Linked DNA regions of Mus musculus: regions 2, 3, 4, 5 and 6 are each linked to region 1. Evidence: chromatin contacts called from public promoter capture Hi-C data. All regions are on one chromosome and are shown on one strand. The core of a region is the stretch at or near the end of the contact, and the rest is flanking DNA. Distances in the headings are between cores, read along the strand shown. Region 1 holds the start of Mia3 (melanoma inhibitory activity 3). Region 2 holds the start of Lin9 (lin-9 homolog (C. elegans)). Region 3 holds the start of Tmem63a (transmembrane protein 63a). Region 4 holds the start of Cnih4 (cornichon family AMPA receptor auxiliary protein 4). Region 5 holds the start of Wdr26 (WD repeat domain 26). Region 6 holds the start of Slc30a10 (solute carrier family 30, member 10).

The links. Promoter capture Hi-C pulls out the DNA fragments that hold promoters and counts their contacts.
Region 2: a promoter capture Hi-C map of pre-B cells shows a contact between it and region 1, with 8 times the contacts expected there. The contact joins the promoter of Lin9 here to the promoter of Mia3 in region 1. A contact is called at or near these places in 2 of 39 promoter capture datasets (liver and pre-B cells).
Region 3: a contact with region 1 is called in a promoter capture Hi-C map of liver, with 8 times the contacts expected there. The contact joins the promoter of Tmem63a here to the promoter of Mia3 in region 1. A contact is called at or near these places in 2 of 39 promoter capture datasets (liver and pre-B cells).
Region 4: a contact with region 1 is called in a promoter capture Hi-C map of liver, with 11 times the contacts expected there. The contact joins the promoter of Cnih4 here to the promoter of Mia3 in region 1. A contact is called at or near these places in 3 of 39 promoter capture datasets (hippocampal neurons, liver and pre-B cells) and 1 of 115 datasets of contacts at active chromatin or transcription factors (astrocytes).
Region 5: a contact with region 1 is called in a promoter capture Hi-C map of hippocampal neurons, with 16 times the contacts expected there. The contact joins the promoter of Wdr26 here to the promoter of Mia3 in region 1. A contact is called at or near these places in 2 of 39 promoter capture datasets (hippocampal neurons and liver) and 1 of 115 datasets of contacts at active chromatin or transcription factors (astrocytes).
Region 6: a contact with region 1 is called in a promoter capture Hi-C map of hippocampal neurons, with 22 times the contacts expected there. The contact joins the promoter of Slc30a10 here to the promoter of Mia3 in region 1. A contact is called at or near these places in 2 of 39 promoter capture datasets (hippocampal neurons and liver) and 2 of 115 datasets of contacts at active chromatin or transcription factors (astrocytes and forebrain).

Annotation. Positions count from the first base shown.
Region 1 is chr1:183,367,516-183,371,610 of GRCm38.p6, reverse strand. It overlaps Mia3 (melanoma inhibitory activity 3), which reads left to right and starts at 2,046. Exons shown (of 26, transcript NM_177389.3): 1 at 2,046-2,214. The coding sequence starts at 2,082. It also overlaps the pseudogene Gm37339.
Region 2 is chr1:180,638,804-180,642,898 of GRCm38.p6, reverse strand. Lin9 (lin-9 homolog (C. elegans)) reads right to left here and starts at 1,749. Exons shown (of 15, transcript NM_001103182.2): 1 at 1,502-1,749. The coding sequence starts at 1,580.
Region 3 is chr1:180,940,403-180,944,497 of GRCm38.p6, reverse strand. It overlaps Tmem63a (transmembrane protein 63a), which reads right to left and starts at 1,980. Exons shown (of 23, transcript NM_144794.2): 1 at 1,939-1,980.
Region 4 is chr1:181,149,079-181,153,173 of GRCm38.p6, reverse strand. Cnih4 (cornichon family AMPA receptor auxiliary protein 4) reads right to left here and starts at 2,243. Exons shown (of 5, transcript NM_030131.3): 1 at 2,113-2,243. The coding sequence starts at 2,181.
Region 5 is chr1:181,209,746-181,213,840 of GRCm38.p6, reverse strand. Wdr26 (WD repeat domain 26) reads left to right here and starts at 1,863. Exons shown (of 14, transcript NM_145514.5): 1 at 1,863-2,765. The coding sequence starts at 2,404. Gm38664 reads right to left here and starts at 2,405. Exons shown (of 6, transcript XM_011238899.2): 1 at 2,342-2,405; 2 at 1,795-2,031. The coding sequence starts at 2,405.
Region 6 is chr1:185,453,125-185,457,219 of GRCm38.p6, reverse strand. Slc30a10 (solute carrier family 30, member 10) reads right to left here and starts at 2,372. Exons shown (of 4, transcript NM_001033286.2): 1 at 1,541-2,372; 2 at 791-868. The coding sequence starts at 2,156. It overlaps Gm2061 (predicted gene 2061), which reads left to right and starts at 1,652. Exons shown (of 3, transcript NR_040305.1): 1 at 1,652-2,184; 2 at 3,087-3,215.

The DNA.
Region 1 (4,095 bases), core at 797-3,296:
TGAAGACATCAGGTTGGCCCCTGGGACCCATACGGTGGATATACAGGACTGAGAGAGCCATCGCTTCCAGTCATTCTCCAACCTCTGTCATGCACCCCCACAGAAAGATAAATACATTTTTTAGTCTTTCATGTGATTTTTATTTTCTTTCTTTAACCGTGATAATATGATATCCAAATTCGTCATAACAGGTGGGTCTGGAGACACAGGCTTATCCATCCCACTTACAGGCAAGGCAAATGCTGCTTCTTGAAATGACCTCATCATGGATTCTCTGGTCACCTAACCCAAGTCACCTCCTTGTCTGGGTTTATCTTCACTATATTGTGCGGTGGCCACTTCAGTGAATTTCATCCCAGACTTTAACTTTTCCATGGCTTCCATGATTTTCCCGTGTTTTCCACATAGAATGGGTCTGACCTCTACTGACGTCCACCACCTTAGACCCCTGAGACGCCTTGTCAGCACTGTCACTTCCAGAGGCTGCACCTCCTTCTCCTCCTTTCTCAGAACCACTTTCCCTCTTTGGCAGCATCTTTTAAGCTTGCTGTTGAACTCTCCAGAATAAATACATTTTAAAAGCAAGCAAAACCTATTATGAGCCAAACAGCGTACTATTCTTCAGTAATAGGAACATTGGCCCTGTATGTAAAAGTATATTTAAATCAATATCTCATGCTATTTTATCCGTCTTTTTCTACCAATGGAATGTTATTTAATTCTATTCTGTAGACATAAGAAGACGTTTAAATTACTTTGGTGTGCTTTCATACCCCGGTGGCACCCAGAACAACAGGAAACAGTGGGGTGAGAATGTAGTCGCTCTGACAGATATGTCCCCATCTAACAATAAACGTATCTGCAGATTTGGTGTTGAGGATGCTGCTGTGGGGAGAGCACTAGAGGTCTGAAAGAACTCCATGGAGTCTGTGTGTGTGTGTGTGTGTGTGTGTGTGTGTGTGTTTACATCGGGACTGTGGTTCATGCAGCAGATTGTTGTTGAGCACATCACAAGACCCGGGTACCTCCCTAGGCAATGAAGAACAAGCGGAAACAAAACAAGTTAGAGTGGGGATGTAGCTCAGCACTGTCGGTGAGCACGCCCAGACTCCAGCACCACATAAACAATAGCTCCTATAGAGTTATTTGAGGGGTGGGAGGAGTGGGCTGCTCTATTTGAGTGAACCTAACAGAAGAGGGGAAGAAAGCCAGGAAACAGGATAAAGGGACAGAGAGACAGGGCAGTCTGTGGTAAAGCCATTGCATGTTACTTGGAAATACGGAGTTATAAGGAAGCTTAAGGAGAACATTGAGACAGTAGCTATTGGCAACATGAGGGCATTCGGGTGTGCCACGGAGTGGGTCTGGCCTACAGTTCTGTCAAAGGAGATGGAAGCTGAACACGTTGGTGCTAGACTAAATGACTTTATGTTCTTATGTCCTTTATGGACAGCGACAGGAATCTGAAGATCGTGGGCAGAGGATCACTGTCCACCACCCCTCTCCTTAAAGGATGACACTTTCTAATTTACTGTCTCACCCACTACTCCACTGAACTAAAAGAGAGCCATGGAGGTCCCAAAGAACCCCATGGAGTTTGAAGTGTGTGTGTTAGGGTCGGGGGTTGTGCATGGATCAGTTACACACTGTGTCCAGTCCTGTGTGGGACTTGGCGGTTCAGAACTAAAAGCGGTAGTTGGAAGAAGTGATGGAGAGAGATGGCTGTTTAGCATGGACCAGAAATCCGAAGCTGTAGGAGGAAGACGAAAAACCTGTTGGGATGGCGCTGAGATGCGGAGTGACGAACCTGGTGACGCGGAGGGTCGTCTGTGAAGGCGCCCGAGTCGAGGCTTGCGATTGGGCGAGGGGAAGGTGCCTCTGACGGTCGTCAAGGTAGCAGTTCGGGAGGGACGCCAAGGCCTCCTCCAAGTCACCGCGCATCCCTTGCTGAGCCCTTGCTGACGTGTCACTCGCAGCAGCCCGCCTCTTGGGCGCCTCCCCCGGCACCGCCCGCTCCTGCCCCGCCCCCGACACCGCCCGCCGGCGGCCTCCGCGTCACCCGGGCCCGCGGTGGCCACAACATGGCTGCGGCGCCGGGGCTGCTCTTCTGGCTGTTCGTGCTGGGGGCGCTCTGGTGGGTCCCGGGCCAGTCGGATCTCAGCCACGGACGGCGTTTCTCGGACCTCAAAGTGTGCGGGGACGAAGAGTGCAGCAGTGAGTCCGGGGTGGCGGGGCGGGCGGCCGGTTCCCGGGTGGCTGCGGTGGCTGCGCGGGTCGGAGTCCCACAGCCGGCACCTGGCCTAGGGGGTCGCAGGCCCGCGGAGCCCGCGCTGGTACGCTTTACTCGGCTATCGCCCGGCTAGCCCTGCCATAGAGGCCGTGCCTACCACTTGTTGCCGGATTTGCTCTCTGCTCCTCTGACCCTGCCGGGGGGCGCCGCAGACCCAGCCGGGTTTCCAGGGTGCTGCTCTCTGCTTCCTTATCCCCGCACTCCCCTTGGGCTCCCAGGGTGATGGGGTGGCTCGCCCCCGCATCCTGGGCGCCCCATGCTGCAGCCAAGAGCGTTTTAACGCCGGCCGCGGGGACCTGGGTCCACTCAAGACCGAGATCCACGCGCTTAGAGATCTGGGGCGCAATCCTAGCGGCCGATTGACGGCGGGGTTCCTCCAGAAGGCACCTCGGCGCTGCCCTCTTGGCTGCATTGGGACCAGCTCACATCATCTTTGGAACCAGAGGAACTGGAGTTTAGGTTTGGGATGAATCCCGAGGCCAAGCAAGCAGTGCATTCTGTGGTCTCCCCGGTTTTCTCCTTCAGTCCCGTCGCTCTTTTGCATAGAAGCCTTTTGCCAGCTCCCAAGCAGGGCTGCGGGAAGGTCAAAATCTTTCGTTCTTTAACCAGCCAAGTTACTGCACCTGTCACTACCTGAGAACCGCAGCCGCCTTCTCTGTGCGCAGTCGCGCCCTAGTCCTAGGTTGGAGGTGCCAGGGTTGGAGGTGGGCCATGGGGAAGGTTAGGATTAGAAGAGGGCTACTACTGTAACGGTGATAATAAATACTCCAAGGGTCTCAGGAACCCGTCCAGCCCTTTCCTTAGTTCCCTATGTTGCTGGGACTTACTCCTACCCAGAATAATACTGTTTTTAGGTTGGTTTCCAGAAACTGTAACTCACTGACGATGTCCTTCACAAATCACAGCAGTCCATTCAGAAAAGTATTCATTCTAAAAGACTAAGAAGAGTGCAGGTTAGCCATTTGTATTTCAATTGGTGTTATGAAAAAAAAAAGGAAAAAGCAAAATGCATAACTTGAATGGTTTACTCCAATACCATTAAAGAAAAAAAAGGGGCGCCTGTAATTTATGTCGCTGAGATTCTAGGTCCTAGCTGTAACCCAGGGCCACTGTAAATAAACAGCGAAGGTAAAGCAACCACGAAGGTAAAGGCACCACGGCGACTTCTCCCTTTCATGCCCTACTACCATTTGGTGCCCTACTACCATTTGGTCATTGACTGCTGTCAAGCGTCTTCTGTTCTTTGCTGTCAGGCACTGTCCTACCTGAGTTCCTCAAAGCGTGGGAGGTCCGTATCACTGATGCTGCCTCAGAACTGGGGCTCAGGGTTGGAAGAGTTCCGGGTTATAGTGTAACTTGAGGAGTGGCCCAGGCCCAAACAAATGTAGCCAAACACAAGAGGCAATGATAGAAGAAGCAGGGCCCAGGTGTGTGTCGCTGAGAGGAAGTGCTTGTGATGGAGGTGTCAGGTGTCAGGAGAGGTGTCACTCGGTGTGCATGTCACTCATAAATGATAAGTGGTACATACTGACATTGATACGTTACTGTACCTTCTCAAGAATCTGAGGAGGGGACCAGAAACAGTGCTGTTTCCAATCTGAGTAGAATCCCCAGTCCTAAGTTCCTTTAGTCTGGCTTCTTGCTCAGTCTCAGCTGAGTTAGGATGCTGGCATATCTGAAAATCATCTTATTTTAGCTTTAAAGACCAAGTTAGCCCTTCTTTTTTGTTTCTGTTTCTGTTTTTGTTTTTTTTCGAGACAGGGTTTCTCTGTGTAGCCCTGGCTGTCCTGGAACTCACTCTGTAG
Region 2 (4,095 bases), core at 500-2,999, 2.7 Mb after region 1:
GCACCTGAGCCATCTAGTCACAGGTGACTACCGGTTGCTCACTGCACACTAGAAAAGTGACATCTCCATCCACCATCGAGAACGTTCTTTTGAGACTTAGCACTGGTCTAAATCAAAATTAAAACACAAACATTCTGAATACTGGCAACCTGAACTTCTGACTTAACAATATAAGAAATACACGATATCAAAGAAAACAGAATTAAGAGTTATCTCTCTTTTAAAGGCATATTTGCGTTGCCCACAGATACATCTTACAGAGTTCGAGTTTTTTCTTTGCTTTTGAAACGGGTTTCTCTGACCTGACTTCCTGTTGGGGCACACCAAATGGTTAAAAAACAAAACCACTACTTTATTTGTCATAAAAATGATACAATCGTTCTAAATACAGATTGCTCAGTTTGGAGGTTTGTTTGTTTGTTTGTTTTCCAAGACAGGATTTCTCTGTGTAGCCTTGGCTGTCCTGGAGCTTGGTATGTAGACTGGGTGGGCCTCGAACTCGGAGATCCACCTGCCTCTTCCTACCGAGTGCTGAGATTAAAGATGTGCGCCACCACACCTGCGAACCTTTCGTTGACCAAGGGCTACAAATACACACCACAGAGTACGTGTTGCTTCAAGACCATTTTGTAACTAAAATGCCTTTTAATAATGTGTGCAATATGAAAATTACAAAATTGTTCCCTTGTCCTTAGGTCGCAGAGTAGCTGGCTTTACTGTCTGCGGACAGGTGAACATCCGTCTCAGAGGTTGTGAGTATAGAAGGAGAAGTGAGGCAGTGAACAGGGGTGGGTGTCAGGCAGAATAACATACTTATATGGGCTGCGGTGCTCACATCCGTGTGTAATGCCCACCCCACAGTCTAGAGACACATCCACTCAGGAGGGAGACTGGGAATGGGGCTACCTCGGCACTGTATCCCGGCTGGATCATCTCCGGAAAGGTCCAGGGCCACCTGTAGTCCCAGGGGAAGGGGCCAAGCCTGTGTGACACGGAAGAAAACACTTCCAGGATGGACGCGGGGGGTCGGGGGGAGCGATCACAAGTGCCTGCAGAAGCAGGAGCCGTCAGAGGATCAGATCGGAGGCCCGGGGCACCAAGAGGGGCTGTGTCCCCGGTGCCCAGCCCGAGCCCTCCCGGCCCCCGGCCGGCGAGTTACATAACCGGGCGGGCGAGGAGGACGGCGCCCGCAACTGGGGGGCCGCTCTTCGCCCACCCCGGCCGGCGACAGCAGTCGCTCCGGGAGAGCAGCCGCCGACTCCGTCAGGACAGGCTGGACTCCCGGGCTTTCGGTTTCCGGCGCTGGCGCTCGCACAACCCCAGAAACAGACACACAAGACACCATAACAAAGGCGGCGACGCGGCGGCAGCGCCTGAGGAGGAAGGCCGGGGACTGCGGTGGGCTGGCGGCCATCCCACCTGCCCGGCAACCGGACTCGGCCGGTGCGACCCCGGGACGGGCAACCGGCGGGAAGGAGGGCTGCTCTGAGACGCTACTTACTCTCGTCAGGCAACTGGTCGAGCTCCGCCATCTTGAACGAGCCGCGCCGCTTTTTCAAAGGCTGCCCGCCCCGGTGCATTGTGGGGCGGAGACTGTCTGCGAGGGAGGTTCGAATGAGGAGCTCGCGGCCCGCGGCGCCTGCTCCCGCCAGGCCGTCCGGCTCCGCCCGAGCCCGGCGGGAGGGGGCCTCGGGGCCTCGCCCGCACCCCGGGCCGGGCCCGGAGGAGGACAGGGGACGCCTCGCCGAGAGGCCCGGTAGGGCCGAGCGCGGGGGGCGCGGCGCCAGCACCGATGCGCCCGCCCGCGCCGCCCCCCTCGCCTGCGCTCGCTCCCGGCGCGCGGCCCGCGCTGCGGCTGCGGGAACTGCAGGCCGGTTCCCGAGGGGAGCGGGACGCAGGCCCGGGCCGGTGGCGCGGCGGACGAGACCTGGGTTCCTGGTCGCTTGGCACGGAGGGGGCTCTGCCCAAAGTAACGTGGACTCGGCTCCCCAGATCGCGTTTCTCCGGCGCCCCGGCCCCTGCCCTTCCCCCCCACCGAGTGCCCGGGCCGCGGCGTCCGCTTCGCCTGCAGGTCACGGACGCGGGGTCCGGGCGGCCCGGGCCGGAACCTGAGCTGCGAGCGGCCGGGACGAGACCTTGAGAGGTCACCAAGTTGGTGTAGGCCGAGGGCTAGTGAACTGTCCTGCTTTCTTTCTCTAATGCGCTCCACCCGAGACCGGTAGTGAGCTGGGAGCCTCACAGTGACTAAGGATGCTTGGGGAAGACACAAGTGACACTAGCCAAGTGTAATGAAACTGGATGGGGATTCCTCCCTTGCTGAAAGAAGCCGGGAAAGATTTCACGGTTCCCATCTGTAACACTTTCTAGTATTTAAACCACGGTGGCTTTTCAACTACTATTTTTACAAGCGTGGTTGATCTCCGGGGTGGGTCTATTCTCCAGGGATTTATGAGGAGGGGGTAGTCGGCGAATGGAGAATTTAAAACAAAACAAAAACGAGTGGATGAGTGACTTCCACAAACTAAAAAGTTTAAAGATGGTTCAGTGAGGTGAGAGCAGATCTAGACAGGCCAGCCCAGGCTAAGTTGGGCTTGGTAAAAAGAATAAAGCGAGGTCTTAAGTAGTACGAAGGGCAGGCTTTCATTTCTTTTCTAGAACACATTCAAGAATGTGAGGCACAGGTTGGAGAAAGACAAGATGAGACTCTTGGGCGAGCAATAGAGTGGAAGACTTCAGGCTCAGGAAAAGGGCAGCAGGCTGTGAAAGTTAAGGGTGCAACTTGGGCTGCTACTTGTATCAGTCCCAGGCAAGCTTAATACTTGTGCTTCAACTTCTCCTCAGTAAAATGCAGGCAAAAATTCCACTCTTGCTTAATGAGTGGAAAGAACTTATAATGGCTCCTTGCAGCCAGCTGTTTGCTGCTACAGCCTCCAGTTTATAGACAGTAGGGAGTACCGCTGAATCTGGGGTGGAGGGAGGGGCAGGATGGAAAATCCACCTTTCGAGAGGTGAGGGGAAAGACTAGTGCGAGCAAGAGAAGCACATGGGTGCTGGCCCTTCTGGGCCCAGGGTAAGTGGGGGAGGAGGTGGGCGGGAAGTAAAACGTTGTAACAAAGTAACCTAGCCTTCTGAGAGAATCTAACCCCCCCTGAGCCTTCTGAACACATTCAGACCAGCCTGCCTCGTAACAGGAAACTGGTCCTGCTTGGGACTTGGGTGTCTTCATCAATTTGAAAATGAGATCGGGCATAATTTAACTCTCTGAGAATAAAAGAGCAGCAATCAACATGGAGGAAGCTGAGAGAGAAGAGAGAGGCAAGAATGGTGAAACCTAGTAGACAGGTGTTGTCAGATCAGAGCAAGTCAGATTTTACTCAGAGGCAGTTTTCATACATTTTTCACTACCTTGGTTTCTCTCTAATGTAACAGCATGTGTTAATCCATTTATGCTTCTGAGACAAGGTACCTTGTGACTTGCTTGGTAATTACTAAATGACAGACATTTATTATGGTTCTGGATTCTGGCAATGTCCGGTGGTTGTGATGAGGGCCGCTTTCTCCTTCCATGATGGGTATCTTGCTGTTATGTCTCCCGGGGTGAAGGATGCGTTCTCTTCCCGAGATGGAAGAGCATGAGTGTCCCTTCATACTGAGACCTGCTGCTGGGTAGAAGAGACAGACAGCTGAGCTGCCAGGAGGATGTGAATCCCATTTGGGAGGGTCAGAGCTTCTTAATACTGTTGCATGACAGATTAAACTTCAATATGAGTTTTGAAGGAGACACCGTGATTCTACCCATAGCAACAGAAACCATAGGATAAGTTTCCTTCATTTGTATATTCCAATTTAGGATGACACGATTTTGTAAGTTATCTTGTTTGCTTTAAAACACACTTTGGGCTTGGTGGTATACTCCTTTAATCCCAGTACCCCATGTTGTGTAGCTGTTTCCTGAAATAAAACCTTCCGTTTTGGAGGGAAATTTCTTTCTTTCTTTCTTTCTTTTTTCTCTTTCTTTCTTTCTTTCTTTCTTTCTTTCTTTCTTTCTTTCTTTCTTTCTTTCTTTCAAAAAAGGTTTATTTATTATGTGTAAGT
Region 3 (4,095 bases), core at 731-3,230, 2.4 Mb after region 1:
CCTGGCTTTGCATCTAAACTCCTAGAACAAGCTCTCCGCCACCTCCCCGGGTTCGTCTGCGCCACCCTGTTCCTTTCTCTTCACCCAGCAGGATGGCTCGTCTCTTGTCCAATGGAACCCAGGTCCTGCCAAGGTCAGGAGGGCCTCTCTCCCTCAGAAGCACAGTGGCTCTGGGCTTGAGGTGGCATACCAAGCCAAGGTTTCCTATGAACATCCAGAGGGCTGCTGCAGCACCCAAAGATCCCCTAAAGCTAGAACTGGGGGAAATGGGCCACCCTAGAGCAAAGAAAGAAGGCTTGGAAAAGAAAAGGAAAAATATCCTCATAAATGCTCACAGAGGGAGTGCTGTCCCAAGGAAGGGGGGTACGGGTAGTGCTGGGTGGGTAGGAAAGGTGACTCACCAATGTTGCTCTTTCAGAGGCCTGGAGGAACAGAGAAGCCTTGACCCCAGGAGGGTAACTGTGGCTGCCTTCCCCTAGTGGCCAAGCCACACTCCTAAGTCATTTTTCTCTTGCCAAACAGGTTTCCCAAGAGAATCTACAAAGTTTGGTAAGAACTAAGGAAGGGAGAGTGTTGTGGTACCCACCCATTTACCCCAACATTCAGGAGGCAGAGGCAGGTGGATCTCTGTGAGTTCTAGGCCATCCGTGGCTACATAGTAAGACCCTGCCTCAAAAGCAAAACAGAAGGCCTAAGGGCCTCCTCAACCAGGTAGCCTATTCTGCCTCATGCAGACATAAGGGCTGCTTCTCTGCCTCAATATCCCCTGTGGGCTAGAATCAGGGAAATCAAATACCGCAGAGCAAACAAGAAAGGCTTGACAAGTGAGAGGGATCAGAAGCCACAGTCCGAGACCCTCTCCTCCAGTCGGAGCAACCTGTGCCCACCCAGCAGCAGCAGAGTCAGAGGCTGCTACAGAAACATTCTCTAGGCTTTCAATGAGCCAGTCCGTTCTTGCCTTCCCAAAGGAACACGCTCTGAGAGGGCAGATGGGAGCACACCCACCAAGGGGCAGCCAAGCCAGAGAGAGAAGGCTCTGGGTGTGTGTAGGGAAGAAATCAAACAAGTCCCTAAGGGATGGAAATGCTGCTCAAAGCCAAGTGCACGCCTAGAATGTGCAAGGCAAAAGGCTGTATTCCAACCGCATCACTACGAGGAGCGAGGGGGCCTTAAAAACAGCAATTAGACACTGTGGTCTCAGGATCCCTGCCTAGGTACACACTTAGCAATAGCCACCATCCCACATCCAGTGAATATTCGTACACGCAAACGCTCAGCACTCCACCATATCATTGGCACCCCAAACTCTCAACAGGGCAGGCTCTGGGACCCAGCCAAAGCTTCAGGAGAGAAAATATGTTCCCAGGCCTTTTGCAAAAGTCCCTACAAGCTGTTGGCTCCTGTTTGGGACAGAAAGACAGCAACTCCACCTCACCCGAGGTGTCAGGTAGCCAGGCTTATCAGGTCTGGGTAAGTTGTTGTCGGATGTGGTTTCTTTGCCGTCTCAGCTCTTCCCTCCCCCTCCCGCCCTTTCCCAAGTCCCCAGTTTTCCTCCACCCGGTGCTACCCGGGCAGGAGGGAGTGGTCACCCGGACAGTACGAAGCCCGCCCAAGCCGGGTCTAGCCTCGTAAGGAATTAAAGAAAAGAGGGCTCCGACGCTGCCCTTCGGGTTAGGCGGGGAGATCCGACTCCACAAACAAACTCCAAAGCCCGCCGAGGAGGTGGAGGGAAGGATCCGCCACGCAGCCAAGAGCTGTCAGGAAGTCCCAGCGGCGCGGGGCTTGATTGGCACTCTCCAGCCACCTACCCCGCTACTGTCACCAGACAGTCCCCGGGGAAAGCGACCCGAGGCGCCCCGCCCCGCGAGGACCCGGGCCGGCGCGTCCTGGGAGGGGCTGGCCGCAACCTCCCCATCTCTGCTCCCCTTCCCACTTTACCTGCGGCGGCGGCGCGGCGCGCGCGCCCGGGGGAGTGGTCAGTCCGTACCTGGCGAGGCGGGGTGGCGTCCGCACCACTTAAAAGTTACAAAGTGAAACTCCGGCTCCTCTTGCACATGCGCAGAACTGTGTCCACGCGTTACCTAATTTGGACTCTTCGCTCGCGCCGGCCCCAGCAGGACCTCGAGCTCTGTGCGCCGGGCAGTGAACCCCAATGTGGTTCTCTAACGCTGGTCCACGCGTGGCCGTCCTCACGGAGGTCTAGGGGCGGGACCAGACCAGCTAACGCCCACAAGGCTGGGAGAGGACGTCTCCGAACTGCCTTTCCTTTGTGCCCTAGCACATCCCCACTGAGAGGGCACTGGGCCGTGCCTAGGATAGTTGCGGCGTTGGAGAGCATCTGCAAATGTTCGTGATTGAATGTCCCCAGGAAATTCTAAGCTGGCCCAGTTGGATTTCAGGGCGGGGGAACACCAGGGCGCAGTGGACCTACCCTGTTCCCAGTCCCGCCGCATAAGAGAGCCGGGACCTTGAAAGTTACAAAGCTCTGTCCTGCCCCAAATAAAGAACAACATTTCCAGCGTTCCCTAGGACCACGCGTTACTGCTCTGCCCCGGGTCACCAGCGTTGCCAACTGGGACCAAACACGCTGAGCGTCTGGTGTGTTCTGGCTGCGACTTGGAGGTTTCCAGATAACAGCGGCCTCTGGACCTGCTCTGCGCCCTCTCCCAGGACAGGACCGACGCTGGATCTTTAGGGAAATGGAGTAAGGATCCTGGAGGGGCCACTGCCTCAAACCACCCACTTGCAGGTCTCGGTTTACACAAGGAAAGGAGTGGGACCAAAGCTTGCTGCTGAGTTCTTGCCACACTGACACCGCCATGCCCGGCAAATCCTCATTCCCTAAGGCACAGTTTTGCTGCTTCTCTGACCTCACTTCCATGTTTTAGCTTTCATCTTCTACTGTAAAGATAAAAATACTCTCGCAGCCTCCCTGGTCCTGATTCTAGCCCAGCCTGCAACTATCTGAAACAGGGTGTCTCTTTCCTCTTTGGTTCTCTGTCCCTTCCCACTCCCATCCTCCAACCCCTTAAGACCTAGCTAACAGTTAATTTCCCAGAGCCATCCTCTGTCCTTGTCTTTTCTTTGTTAGGGACCCCACAACTGGCTTCTCTAGGTCCCTGGTTGTAGGCCCCCAGTCATTTATGCACTTGGCTCCTCAGATTGGCTCTGCCTGATCTTCTCCAGGCTCCCATCCCACACATCCTCATTTCTGCCTTTGTTGATCACGCTGACACCTGCCTGGCCTGTGGCCTGGGATCTAGCCCCAGTCATTAGGATAATGGCCCAGCTACCAAAGAAAAGGTTAGGGCCCTTGGTAAGGGAAGGAAAGGCTTCCCATGTCTGGTCTTCTGCAGGTTACAGTTGTCTCAAGGTCCAGAGAAGGCTGGGATGGATCAGAGTGTTTGAGTTGACAAGACCTGGGCTAGAGATGTAGCTCAAGTTGGCAGAGTGTTTGGGTAGTGTGCACGATACCTAGTGACACACAAGCCAGTCATGGTGATACAGGTCTGTACTCACCGCACTCCGGATGTGGATGGATGTGGACACAGGATGAGAAGTTCAAGGTTCAAGCTCAGGATAAAGGCGCTTACCACGAAAGCCTAACCAGCTGCGTCTCTGAGTCTCACCCACAGAACCCACTGTTGAAAGAGAGAACCAGCTCCTTAAAGTTTCCATTTGACTTCCAAAGCACTTGCTGGCTGGCACTCACACACACACACACACACACACTCACAGAAACACACACTCACATACACTCACACTCACATACTCACACACACTCACACAAACACACTCACTCACACACACTCACAGAAACACACACTCACACAAACACACTCACATACTCACACACTCACATACGCATACACACACATTCACACACACACACTCACATACACACACACTCACATACACACACACTCACACAAACACACTCACATACTCACTCACATTCACACACACACTCACAGAAACACACACTCACACAAACACACTCACATACTCACACACACTCACATACACTCACACAAACACACTCACATACTCACACACACACTCACATGCACACACACACAAACACACTCACACTCA
Region 4 (4,095 bases), core at 994-3,493, 2.2 Mb after region 1:
CAGAAGACTCTCAACTCGACTGGTTTACCTTCCAATCTTTCTCATTTTCAATCTACTCTGTAGATTCATCTTTCTAGCAAACTATTGCCTTTTGAGCATTTAAAGAAACAGAATTATATGTTTTATCACATATAACAGATTTGAACATATATATATATATATATATATATTGTAGAATGATAAAACCTAGTCAATCAAGATGCTTCCCTTCTCATGGTTACTTTGTGGTAAAATCAGTCTACTTTCAGTCTTAGCATTTTTCACAAGTGGGATACCTTGTTAACTGTTGTCACCAAATAAATGTATTTCCTCGTTTTATCCATTCTGTGGAGGCACTCTACAGCTGAGCCACACCCTCAGATCAACAACAACAAAAAAATCTCATGAATTTATTTCTAACAGAAATTGTGTATCCTTGACCTAAAGTCATTTTGTTTATGTCAAAAGTTTGCAGCGACTCCCTACTGCTTGCAGGATGAAACCCCCCCCCCATCTGATCTAACCCTCCTTTCCCATCTGATCTCATGATGACCCTAAGGAACCATGAGCTCCTGATCTTTACCCATCACACAAAAATAAGCATGCCTGCCCTGCACCTTGCTCTGACCAGTGACTGCAAATATCTGTCCCCTTTCCCCTGTAGATTTCTTCACTATTCTAATTCCACACACTCCTATAGTTTACATGAAATCTACTCTGACCATTTCCCACCTACTCTCTGTAACGCAATTACTCCAACAATCCTACAACACTGTAAAATCTGAATTCTCACCAAAATGTGCCCTGACTGTGTAACCACTGTTCAACATTCCAGCTAACATGTACATATATACATGATCTGTTATACACCAAGACTGTTTTAATGATCAAATTTTCCAAACTACAAAAATAATAAAAAATTGTTGTTGCATTTCTGTCAAACAGCTCTGGTCCCTTATATCATAAGCTAAACAATGGTCATTGGAACTTAGGTAAGAGATCTTGCCCTTTTATTCAGTTCCTCAAAGCTAATAAAACACAGGGCTCTTTGCATGAGAAATCATCAAAGTAAGAACTGCTGCTAGATAATTTCAATTGGGCAGCCACTGGGTGTTTGACACAAATTCTCACTGTGTATATTTAGGAAATACATATCTACAATCCTAAAGAAAATCGAAGCAGGTAAGATACAGTACTGGGCAAGGTTCATAGTTCCAAAGTTTGTTTCTTCCTATTAAGACAAACTGTCAGTTCATCATAAAAGCGGGAAATATATTCTGTGCAGCCATTCCAGGGCTGCACAAACAAAAAGTTCAATTCGATCAGAAAAGAGGACGTGATTTCATAGGGAAAGGGGCAACAGCCACAGGTCCTGGAGCACTTTACTAGTCATATCTAATTACTTAAAAGTGGTCTGTGCATTACACTACTGCATTACAGCAGCGTGCTGTAACAAAGACTATCATCCCCCAAGGACTGAGAGTACTGAAGTCACATCACACAACTACTACAGTGCTAGGCTGAAGAACACCATGTACTGGTCTGGAAAATACTGTTTGAAACCTGTAACAGAAACAACTATAGAAAATACTGAATGTTAACACGGATTTTATATATATATATATAAAGTTTAGAAACTGGGGATTAAGCCACAGGTATAGTTACTGAGTTTACAGATAGTCCACTGCGGAAGGCAACCAGAAACACTTTGTGGATGCTTCTTTCAAAAACCCTAAAGAACTGCACGTGAAGGAAGCACACCGCCAGTTCTTGGAATGAGTCATCTCCTGGGTGTGGGGAGTCTCCAGAAGGGCAGACACCCACAAGGACAAAGGGGCAAGGGTGCTGCCGGGGACTAGAGAAGGCGGCAAAGCCTCAGGCCGGCCGGCTATGCCCCTGAACGGCTTCGCTCTCTCGGGGACCCCCGGCGGCCCAGGCAGGCGAAGAGGAGGCAGGGGGAGCTGGCTCAGGCCCGCCCGAGGCGCAGCGAGGCTCCTCCGCTCGCGACCCGGGCCCGCGCCGCCGCCCCCTCACCCCAACCTGCCAGCGCCCGCCGGGCCCACCCTCTGCCCATTGCCCCGGCGGTAGCCCTGGGAACGAGCGGCGGCCGCGGCCCGCTTCAACCAAGGATACGAAGTAGACGGAGAGGAAGATGAGCGCGCAACAGTCGAGGAGCGAGAAGAGGAACACCACCGCCTCCATCCTCCGCCGCCGCTCCGCCCGTCAAACCAGCTTCGGGCCGCGCCGCTGGGATAGGCGGCATGCCGGGAGTTGTGGTCCAAAAACGCCACCTCCGCGACGCGATGCATGATGGGAAATGAAGTTCACTAGTGCCCAGGGAGCATAGCAGGTGGACCTCACCCTCATTTAGTATCCACTGCATGAAGTTACTCACCCTGTATGAAATTTTCTGTCTCTCTTTTACTTTGTATCCATCCTTCCTTGCCTATCATATGAAATTTTCTGTCTCTCTTTCACTTTGTATCCATCCTTCCTTGCCTATCATTGTTGGTTTCTGTGGAATGCGCTTTGTATGCGAGTGGTATGATCTTGCTCTGTAAGCCCAGCCTGGCCTCTAACTTGGGTCTCTTTGCATTGGGATTATTGGCATAGGTCTCCACACATGGCTGCTTTAACGCCTGTTCTCTACCCTCCTGCATTCTATAACTTTTCATCTCAAATACAAAGCCACTGAGTTCTGCTCTTCAGTTCCTGACCTGTTTCCCCAGCACTTACCCAGTTGCTTGCCAATTCTTGATAACAGCAAGCTTTCTCACCTCTGAATTTGAAGAATTTTACAGAATCCAGTTATCAACCTTTTTTTAAAGAGGGAGGCAAATAATTTTTACTACACCCTTACTATAGACCAAGAGCTACTGTACACTTCAAGTGCAGAGATGAACAGAGCAAACAACTGCTCTGGTGGTTAAAAGGGCAATAAAGTAGCAACTAAATATTCAAAACAGAACTTGGGTGGGTTCTGTTGCCTTTGGAAGCCAATTCCAGCAGCCATTCACTCGCTCATCCATTTATTTAACTTTCATTTTAAATTTAAATTTAAAGCAGGTAGTGTATGTGAGGCACTGTTCTAGGTCTTAAGAGACACAATGAACAGAGAGGGGAGGCACCCACAAGCCTGCACCTTGCATAGTAAGTGTAGGGGAGATAGAATAAACCACAGAAATTAAAAGCAGTCCCAAGTACCCTGAAGGGCAGGAAGAAACCCCTGAAGAGCAGCAGAGACCAGGCTGAGGGTTTCACACAGGGTTGGACGATTTACAAGGAGCAGAGAGGCCCAAGACAGTAGGCACTTGCTGTGCTTAAAAAGAAAAAAGAAAAAAAAACAGGATGGGGTAGGGGGTGTGCTGGAGGGATGGCTCCCTGGATTCCATTCCCAGAATCTGGATGGCAGCTCACAACTGTCTGTAATTCCATCTCCACGGATCCAGCACCCTTTTTACCACCACACTGGGCCTGTCCTACATCCCTTAGATGGTCTTTTATCCTGAGAAAATGTAATAGCTCACACCACAATTAACCACAATTATTTTGTTTGTTTGTTTAAATTTTTTAATGTATGGGTGCTCTACCTGCATATATGTCTGCATGCCAGAAGAGGGCATCAGATACCAATATAGATGATTGTGAGCCACCATGTGGTTGCTTGGAATTGAACTCAGGACCTTTGAAAGAGATGTCAGTACTCTTAACCACTGAGCCATCTCTACAGCACACACACACACACACACCCCACCCACCCCCACCCCCGCTAACCACAATTATTAAATTACCATTTCCCATTATGATGAATTTTGTCTTAATTCTACCTAAAACTCAAAAGCATTGTTGCAATGTCAAATACCGGGAAATGTAGCATCAGGCTTTTCCACCTGCACACAAGCTCCCCAAGATAATGACTTAATGCTTCGGGTTATTCTCTAGCTCATAACTTAATTACCCAGCTTTTTTATTCTAAGTCCCGCTACATAATTGGTTACCTATCTTCAGTGTTATGCAACTATCTCCTTCAGCATTTGGGTATATCTCCCTTGTCTAACTATTTCCCAGAATTCCATTTCCCTTTGCCGGATGTCCCATCTTCTAATCCTGCCTCAG
Region 5 (4,095 bases), core at 614-3,113, 2.2 Mb after region 1:
AACCTGTCTCTAAAGGCTCTAGAGTCAGACAATAAGCTCCCAATGTTTTACTATAGATAAAAGGGGCACATGCATATGGATTTCATAAATTCAAGAACTTCTAAGAGGCATCTAGGCTACTCTGAGGTGAAAAGCTGAGATGTGCGCACTGAGCCTGGATGGTGATGAAGTCCTAGTCATTGCTCCTCTCCTCTCCCCCTTTGTTAAGGAGTGGAAACCTGGCCTATAGTTAAATGGTCCTTTTCTTTATAAAAGCTACAGACTTTACTCAAACTAAGCTCCTGACTTGATCCACCTGAAGGTTGCTAGGAACCAGTAGATTACGATAAACCATTTTTCAGAAAGTAAATTTTGCCTAAACACTAACAACCTTCATGATAATGAGATTTCTAAAGTTGCTGTACAGGGCTCTATGAGGGCATTGACTATCTAGTAATTCTGGCTCTGCTGGATATACTGTCTGTGCCCTATGAACCTCAGCTAAAATGAAGGTCTGTCTCAGGTGAATACAAACACCGTATGTGAGTCACTTTGCAATTACAGCTGACACCTGAAAGCATATTTAAAGCATGACAGCCACAATGCTAGATCTCTGTAAGACTGCCCTGGTCTCTGTCTCTCTTCCCAGTCTCAAGATGAAGAGAGCTCAGGATTCTTGACAAATCATAGGCTAATTTTTATTACACTTCTAAATTTAAAAAAGGCTGTCCCCAAAGACCTAAAAATTACTGAGCTGTGAGTGTTGTAAATTTCAGAGACATAAGATGTATTGCTTAAGGCTGTTGGGTCTGTTTGTTTGGTCTTTTTGTTGTTGTTTTCCTCCCAAATGGAAGTCACGTCAGGAAAAATATCTGTCCACACCAGGTCTACATGCTACGACCCAAGTCCATGAAACTGACTAGGGCCCCATGGACCATTTGCCACAGAGTAACATAGTTACTCAGTTCTCTGCTGCTGTGTTTCTCCACTCAAGAAAGCCGTTTAAAGCGCTGGGACAGTGAAACTCCGGCCACTTGAAAATTTCAAACCAGAATCTGAAACGGTGCCCCAATCCCACCCCTCGGTCAGAGGTACAGGAACCAGGAACAAGACATCTGAGCGAGCACTTAAAAGAAAGACAAAACAAACCTAGTAAAACTCCAAAGCAAAGCGCCTCTACACACCCTCAGCCTTTGAAACGTCTTGCCCCCACGAGTTGTTGTTTTTCCTCCCAGAGGGAAGGCAGTTTACGGCCGACTTCGCCTTCCCAGGGTGGAGCACACTCAGCTCTGCTGTCATCTCCCTTGTCCTGGACTGACACGGATACAACTGTGTGTGGTGCTTGGCTGTGCAAGTTCAAGTGTTTCCACCCTAAACCGAGGCAGTGGTTAAATCCTGAGTGCAGAGCAAGAAGCCGGTGGCCAGGGGCCTAGCACACCCTTGTGCTCGAAGTCACAAGCTGCAAAACCAGGCCGCCGGCGGCCCCACCCTGGCCCGTGCCAGTGCGTCTGCGGCCCCCTCCACGCCGGCCGCTCGCTCCTTTCTGGGTCACTCAGGGTGCAGGGCGAGGACGTGATCTCCGCCTCCCACCCTGCAGGGCCCCGGAGCGAGGCTGCGAACTTACTGCAGGCCGAGCTCGCACGCCTGACCCGGGGAGCCAGGGCGGCCTCGCACAGGCGGGCCAGGTCGTGCTGAGTCGCGCCTCCCCGCCGGGGCCGGACCCCCACCCCCGGCCGCCCTCGCCTTCACCCCACGGCCTCACCCCGGCCGCCGGACACACACGTGCCGGGTGACAGCCCCCTATAGGTTCCATACCTGCTGCCGGAAGTGAGCGAGGAGGGCAGTATAGGCATTTCCTGTGACGCCAGCGCCCGGACTCCATTAGACAGCAGCTGGGGGAAGAATCAACACACCAGGGAGCGGAGCGGCGCGGACCCAGCACCGAGGCGGCCGCTGCCTCCGCCGCCGCCTCCGCCGCCGCCGTCCGGGCTCCCAGCTTCGGGCCCGCGCCCCCCCCAGTGCCCGCGAGCCCCCGGGCCGCGCCGCGAGCGCCTCCGGAGGGGGGGGGAAGGGCCCGGTCCTCCTTCTCCCCCTCCTCCCGCCCCGCCGACCCCCGCCGCGCCCCGCCGGCCTCCCACCACGGCCTCTCTCGGCGAGGAAACTCTGGCCTCCGCTTCCTCCTCCTCCGACTCGGACGCCGGCGGAGCCTCCCCGCCCCCGCGAAAGAAGCCCCGAGCCTCGGCGGCGGAGGGAGCAGGAGAGCCCGGGGCCTCGGCGGGCCGAGCAGGCCTCCCCCCCCCGCCCTCGCCCTCGCCGGCCGCCTCCTCCTCCTCCTCCTCCGTGGTGGTGGTGGTGGGACTGCCTCCGGCCGCCCCCGCCGCCCCGCAGCGGAGCAGCGGCCACAGCCTGGTCAGCGGCGGCACCATGCAGGCCAACGGGGCGGGAGGAGGCGGCGGCGGGGGCGGCGGGGGCCAGGGCCAGACCCCGGAGCTCGCCTGCCTGTCGGCGCAGAACGGGGAGTCGTCCCCTTCGGCGACGTCCGCGGGGGACCTGGCCCACGCCAACGGGCTCCTGCCTGCCGCCCCCTCCGCCGCTGGCAACAATAGCAACAGCCTGAGTGTCAATAACGGGGTTCCCGGCGGGGCCGCCGCGGCCTCCGCCACCGCCGCCGCCGCCCAGGCCACCCCCGAGCTGGGCAGCAGCCTCAAGAAGAAGAAGCGGCTCTCGCAGTCCGATGAGGATGTCATTAGGCTCATAGGACAGCACCTCAATGGCCTAGGGCTCAAGTAAGTGTCCGTCCTACAACTGGTGAGGGCCAGGCCGGGGCCGAGCGGCCGGGTGGGTTGCGGGGACCCCGGGGCCCAGTGCGCAGGAGGCCGGGGACAGACAGCCCTGGGGGGGGGGGCGGTGGAGGGGAGGTCTAGGAAAGGGAATCGGCCCGATGTCTTAAGGCCAGCCGAGCCGCCTGGGCTGGGGAGGGGTAGTGGAAACCCAGGGCGACCCCTCCCCGCGCACCTCCAGAGCAGGATTGTCTGTCCGGGAAGGCGGACACCGAGGTTGTTTATGCTGGGGGAGGGGTGGATCAGAGCGGTGGAAATAATGAACCTTGGAGGATTTGTTTTTCAAGTGTGTCTCAGAGGCATCTTTGTGGGACACCTCCCCACCCCCACCCCTGACCGACAGCAGCCCAGGCAAACTACCAATCAGGAAGGACAGTCGCCTACAAGTGTTTATGGGAACTAAGGGGCTGGCATAATTTGGAAAGAGGCTGTCGAGTAAATCTGATGGGAATAATGAAGTCAGATACCCAGTGGAAGTCATGCAGACAGAGGCCGTGTGTGTGTGTGTGTGTGTGTGTGTGTGTGTGTGTGTGTGTACACACTAGAGGCCTAGCACTAGTAAAATCCCACTTCAAAACCCAGAAGGTTTTCTTTTGAAAATGTGATGTCAGGTCTGGTGAATCATTGGTTTTCAAATACAGTTTGGGTGGTCATTAATGTAGGGTGAAGGTAGACAGCGGGTCCAACCAAAACGCATCTGTTTTGAACACACAGGAAAGAAAAGCTGAGGGAGTTGAGGTAGGGTTGGTGGGAGTGTCCTGGAGCTGAGTGAAGGTGGCAGAGCCAGGAGCTGACAGTAAACAAGCAACAGTTTCTTAGAGTCAAGGCGAATTTGAAGGCAACCAGACCAGGGATTTTGGTTTTGTTTGGTTTTGCTTTGTGTGTGTGTGTGTGTGTGTGTGTGTGTGTGTGTGGAGAGAGAGAGAGAGAGAGAGAGAGAGAGAGCGCACCCGTGCATTGGTTGGGAAAGGGGCAGATCTGCATTTTCTCAGTGACAGAAGTATTTCCACTCCCAAGCTGATAATTGCACTGTTGAGCTGAAAAATGGGGAGCGCTAAAGAAACACCGAACCAAACCATGAACAGCTCCCAGAGAAAAATCCAGAAAGGTTTCACTTTAGTCCCCAAGGAAAAGGAAAAGTGTGAAAATAAATTTTGTGAATGCTAACAGAATATATTACTGAGGGAAGCAGTAAGCTGACAGCAGCAGGCGGAAATAACTCGTGACTGTTTGGAGCCTACAGCATAGTAAATTGGCTATTTTTAGTATGGAGAGA
Region 6 (4,095 bases), core at 1,123-3,622, 2.1 Mb before region 1:
GAATATGAGGACAATATGACACATATATGTGGAGATCAGAAGAACATGACACTGAGGTGTGGAGACCAACCTGGCACTGATATGTAAGGTTCATCAGAACATGATATGTGAGTGAATTTGAGGAGAATGTGACACATATGTGGAGGTCAGGGGAACATGGTTCTGATATGTAGGGATCGGGAGAACACGGTATTCGTATGTGGAGCTCAAGAAAACATTTCGCTGATAATGTGGTGGCCAGAAGAACATGATGCATCTGTGGAGATGAGAATAACATGACACAAATGTCGGAGTCAGGAGAACGTGGCCAGGATATGTGGGGATCTGAGGAACATGATACATATGTGGAGATGAGGAAAACATGGCACGCATGTGGAGGTCAGGAGAACATGGCATTATTTGGTACTCAGTGGAACTCGGGAGACCATGACAGGGACATCTAGGGATCAGTGGGATATGATACATATGTAGCAATCAAGAGGTTATGACACTGATAGGTGACGCTCATGAGAACATGACACATATGTGTAACTCAGAGGAACATGGCGCTGATCTGGTCAGCCCAGGAACAGGCAGCTTCAGCGTGGCTTAATTAGAGCAAAGATAAATCATTAGCAACCAGCTTCTCCCTCAGAATCAATGCGATGATTAGGCAAGAGGAGAGGGTCATAGTCTGCAGGTAACTGACCCACTTCCCAGCACACTGTTGCTTTCCTAAAAGCAGAAGTACTCACAGCACAGACCCGTGAGTCAGGGAAAGGAGCCGGAGCTAGCCCACAGACAAGCCTACCTCTGATATTGAGTGCTTCAGACTTCTTCTCTTTTTTCGTCGTCTCTTCTGGTTCATTCTCGGTGTTCAGGGAATCACCTGCATTCAAAGAAGAAACCTTGTGTTGTGTATGAGTTCTACAAACAAAAAGAACCAATGATCTCAAAATGCGGTTTTGTTATTTTCAATTCCTCTTAGCATACAGGAGTCCCCCGCTTCTCCTACACTCAGCCCAAATAGGTACCTTTTAACCCAGAGGAAGCCCGAGGTCCACCCTTGGTCTTCACACACACAGCTTTCAAATTAAAAACGGGACAAGGATAAGCCTACACCTATCCCCCAGATCCTCAATACCCAAGAGGCAGGAGATAGCCCTGACACCGATGTCAGGGGAGGAAACATCCAGTTAGCACCGGAGAAGGGGCAGGATAGGAAATGCTCCGTTGCCCAATAGTTAAGAATTGATTTCCAAGATCAATACTGCCACAGGAGAGGGGAAGATAAGGACTACAGGGTCAAGAAGGAGAAAGAGAGGAAAATGGGGCGGGGGAGGGGGGAGAGAAGGCAAGCAAGGAAGGAGAACGAGGAGGGAGGGAAAGATGGAGAATTAAGTGAGAAGAGAAGCGAAGGGACTTTTTGATAAATCAGTCAAGAAAACGAGCCGAAAAAGAGGTAGTGGATGAGTAAAGGGGTCCAGATGCCAGGAGGAGGAGGGAGAATTGAGGGAAGAACAAAGTGCTCCCAGTCCGGAAGGATGCAACCGAAAGGCACCTGCTACATTAGAGAACACGGTCGCGCCCTCCTGCTGCTTTCTTCCGGCCGAGGACCCCCGGAGAGTCACTGCTGTGCCCGAGCCAGGAGCTGTGGCTGTCGCAGCCTCTTGGGGACACCCCAAAGCGCCACGAGGATCCCCCTGGCTTGGCTGCTGCGAAGGGCGGGTCCGGCGACCCCGCGTGCAGCGGGAGAAGCAGGCGCCGCAGTCCTGGAAGATGAGCAGCCCCACCACGTTGACCGCCAGCCCCAGGGCTCCCACGATAAGCACCAGCTCCGGGTCGTCGATGCGCTCGGGCCGCGCAAGGCGCAACACGGCCTCCACGAAGATGGTGAAGCAGAGCGCAGTGAGGAAGACTGCGTTGCTGAGCGCGCCCACCACCTCGGCCCGCACGTAGCCGTAGGTGGCACTGGAGCCGCGGGGACCGCGCCGCGCGATGTAGCCGGAGCCCAGGCCCACGCACAGCGAGATCAGGTCTGACAGCATGTTGAACGAGTCCGAGAGCAGCGCGATGGAGTTGCCCAGGTAACCCGACACCAGCTCGGCCACGAAGAAGGCCGCGGTGAGCACCAGCATGAACAGCAGCCGGCACGTCTTGCCTGAGTAACGGCCCATCTCTACAGCCCGCTGCGCCCCGCAACAGGTTGGCGGGGGGGGTGGGGGGGGCGGTCTGGAGCCCACCTCCTGCTGCAGGCCCGCCCTTACCCGCCCGGACCTTTTATGCTTCCAGCTCGCGCTCGCGGGACCAGAGTCTGCAGGAGTGGCCCCAGAGTCGCAAAGGCCACCTCCCGGGGCCCCTGCCCCTCCTCCCTCGCCGCCCAAGCTTGATTTGGCTGGTGGCCACCAGCCTGTGTCTCCTTCTAGGTCTGGGCTGGAGACCGGAGCTGCTGGGAGGAGGGGCGCATTGGGATGTCAATCTTCTTAAATCTCCACCTCCACCCTCTCTGAGAGAGAGATGCACGGGATGGTCCCGCTCCTCCAACTCCACCCCGCCTTCACCCCTGGGCTACTACAGATCTGTGTATGCCGCTGATAAGGACCTAGGCTGTAGTGGGTGTGCGCACCGCTGCCTACGTGCCCAGATGCGAGTTGCAGGGCAGATTCCATATGAGCTGGTGGAGCCTAGTGCCCTTAAAGGTGTTTCCTGCTTTTCCACTGGTTAAATGGTATCTCATTCCTCCCGTTAACCCCTGTCCCTGAACCCATAGTCAAAACCCTTTATCCTTTCTTCTTCACAAAGGCCACGAATCCTATTACTCCCTTATAGCACAGTATCGCCATCTCCCTTTTAGGGGTCTCTATCTGAGTCGAGCTGTCTACAGAGGAGAGGAAGGCAGGCAGCCCAGGGTGCATGGCTGCCACTGCTATTAGCATTAGTATGGAGCACTGGTATAGCACTCCAAGGCTGGGATTCTTTGTGTCCCTTGGCCATCAAAGAAGCCAGGTTTGGTCTCCTTTCCTAGTCTGTCAGAAAGAATTTCTACTGCCCCTAAAGGTGACCCTATACTCATAGTTCAATTGACCCAATTTTTTTTTTCCAAATAGACCCTGTTCCAAGTGACAATCACTCAAAGGGAACATGTCCTGGACTTGAGAGTCTACACTGCAGCCCCTTCAGAAAGGGTATTTGCTGTTGGTCACTTCGGAGACAGAAGTTGGTAACCATCGACTGAGGTATCGATGTGATAGGCTTTGGTTTGGAGGAATGTGGGTTTGGGGACTTTGGATTTGGAAAGCAGTGGAATGCTCTAAGCGGGGCTCAGTGAGCCATCCTAGCAGGAATATGGAAGACTTTGTTGCTGAGGGTGATTTGAACTGTGGAAGCCTGGCTCTAGAGGTTTCAGAGGAGAAGGATTTTAATATGTGGTGACCTTGGGGCAAGACCACAACAGCTAAGTTTAGGTTCGGGCATGGCAGTACGCCCCTTTAATCCCAGGAGGCAAAGCCAAGCTGATCTCTGAGTTCAAAGTCAGTCTACAGAGCAAGTTCCAGGACAGCCAAGCTTAGGCAGTAAAGGAGTTGGAAAACAGAAATCCGGTGATACTGTAATAGAACAAGGGGGCCATGTTCCAGCCCCAGCAAGCAGCAACTTCAGCACGTGGCTCTGGCTTTAGGGTCAAGAACAGAAGGAACTACTGGGACAATGGATGCTGGTTGACTGTAGCTAAGAAATCAGCAGTGATTAAGAAGAGACCAGCATCACCGAGGTGAAATCGGAGAAGTGTTTCCTGAGAGCACAGAGAAGCTGTGTTCCGGAGGTAGCTAAGGTTGTCTACAAGTTGCCTTGCTCATGGTGTCTGTTCACAGCAGTAAAACCCTAGCTAAGACAAGTGGGGTGTGGATGGGGGAGCCCTGTGCCTCACTCATTTTAGGAAGGGTCTGAAGGCAAAGCACAATAACCGTGTCTCCCCATAAACTTTAACCACCCTCATGGAGAAAATGCACAGGGTTGGAGCTTGGAAATACATTCTATGCCTTCCTCAAAGCAAAGCCAACGAGCAAGGGACAGTGGTGCAGCAAGGGACAGTGGTGCAGCAAGGGACAGTGGTGCAGG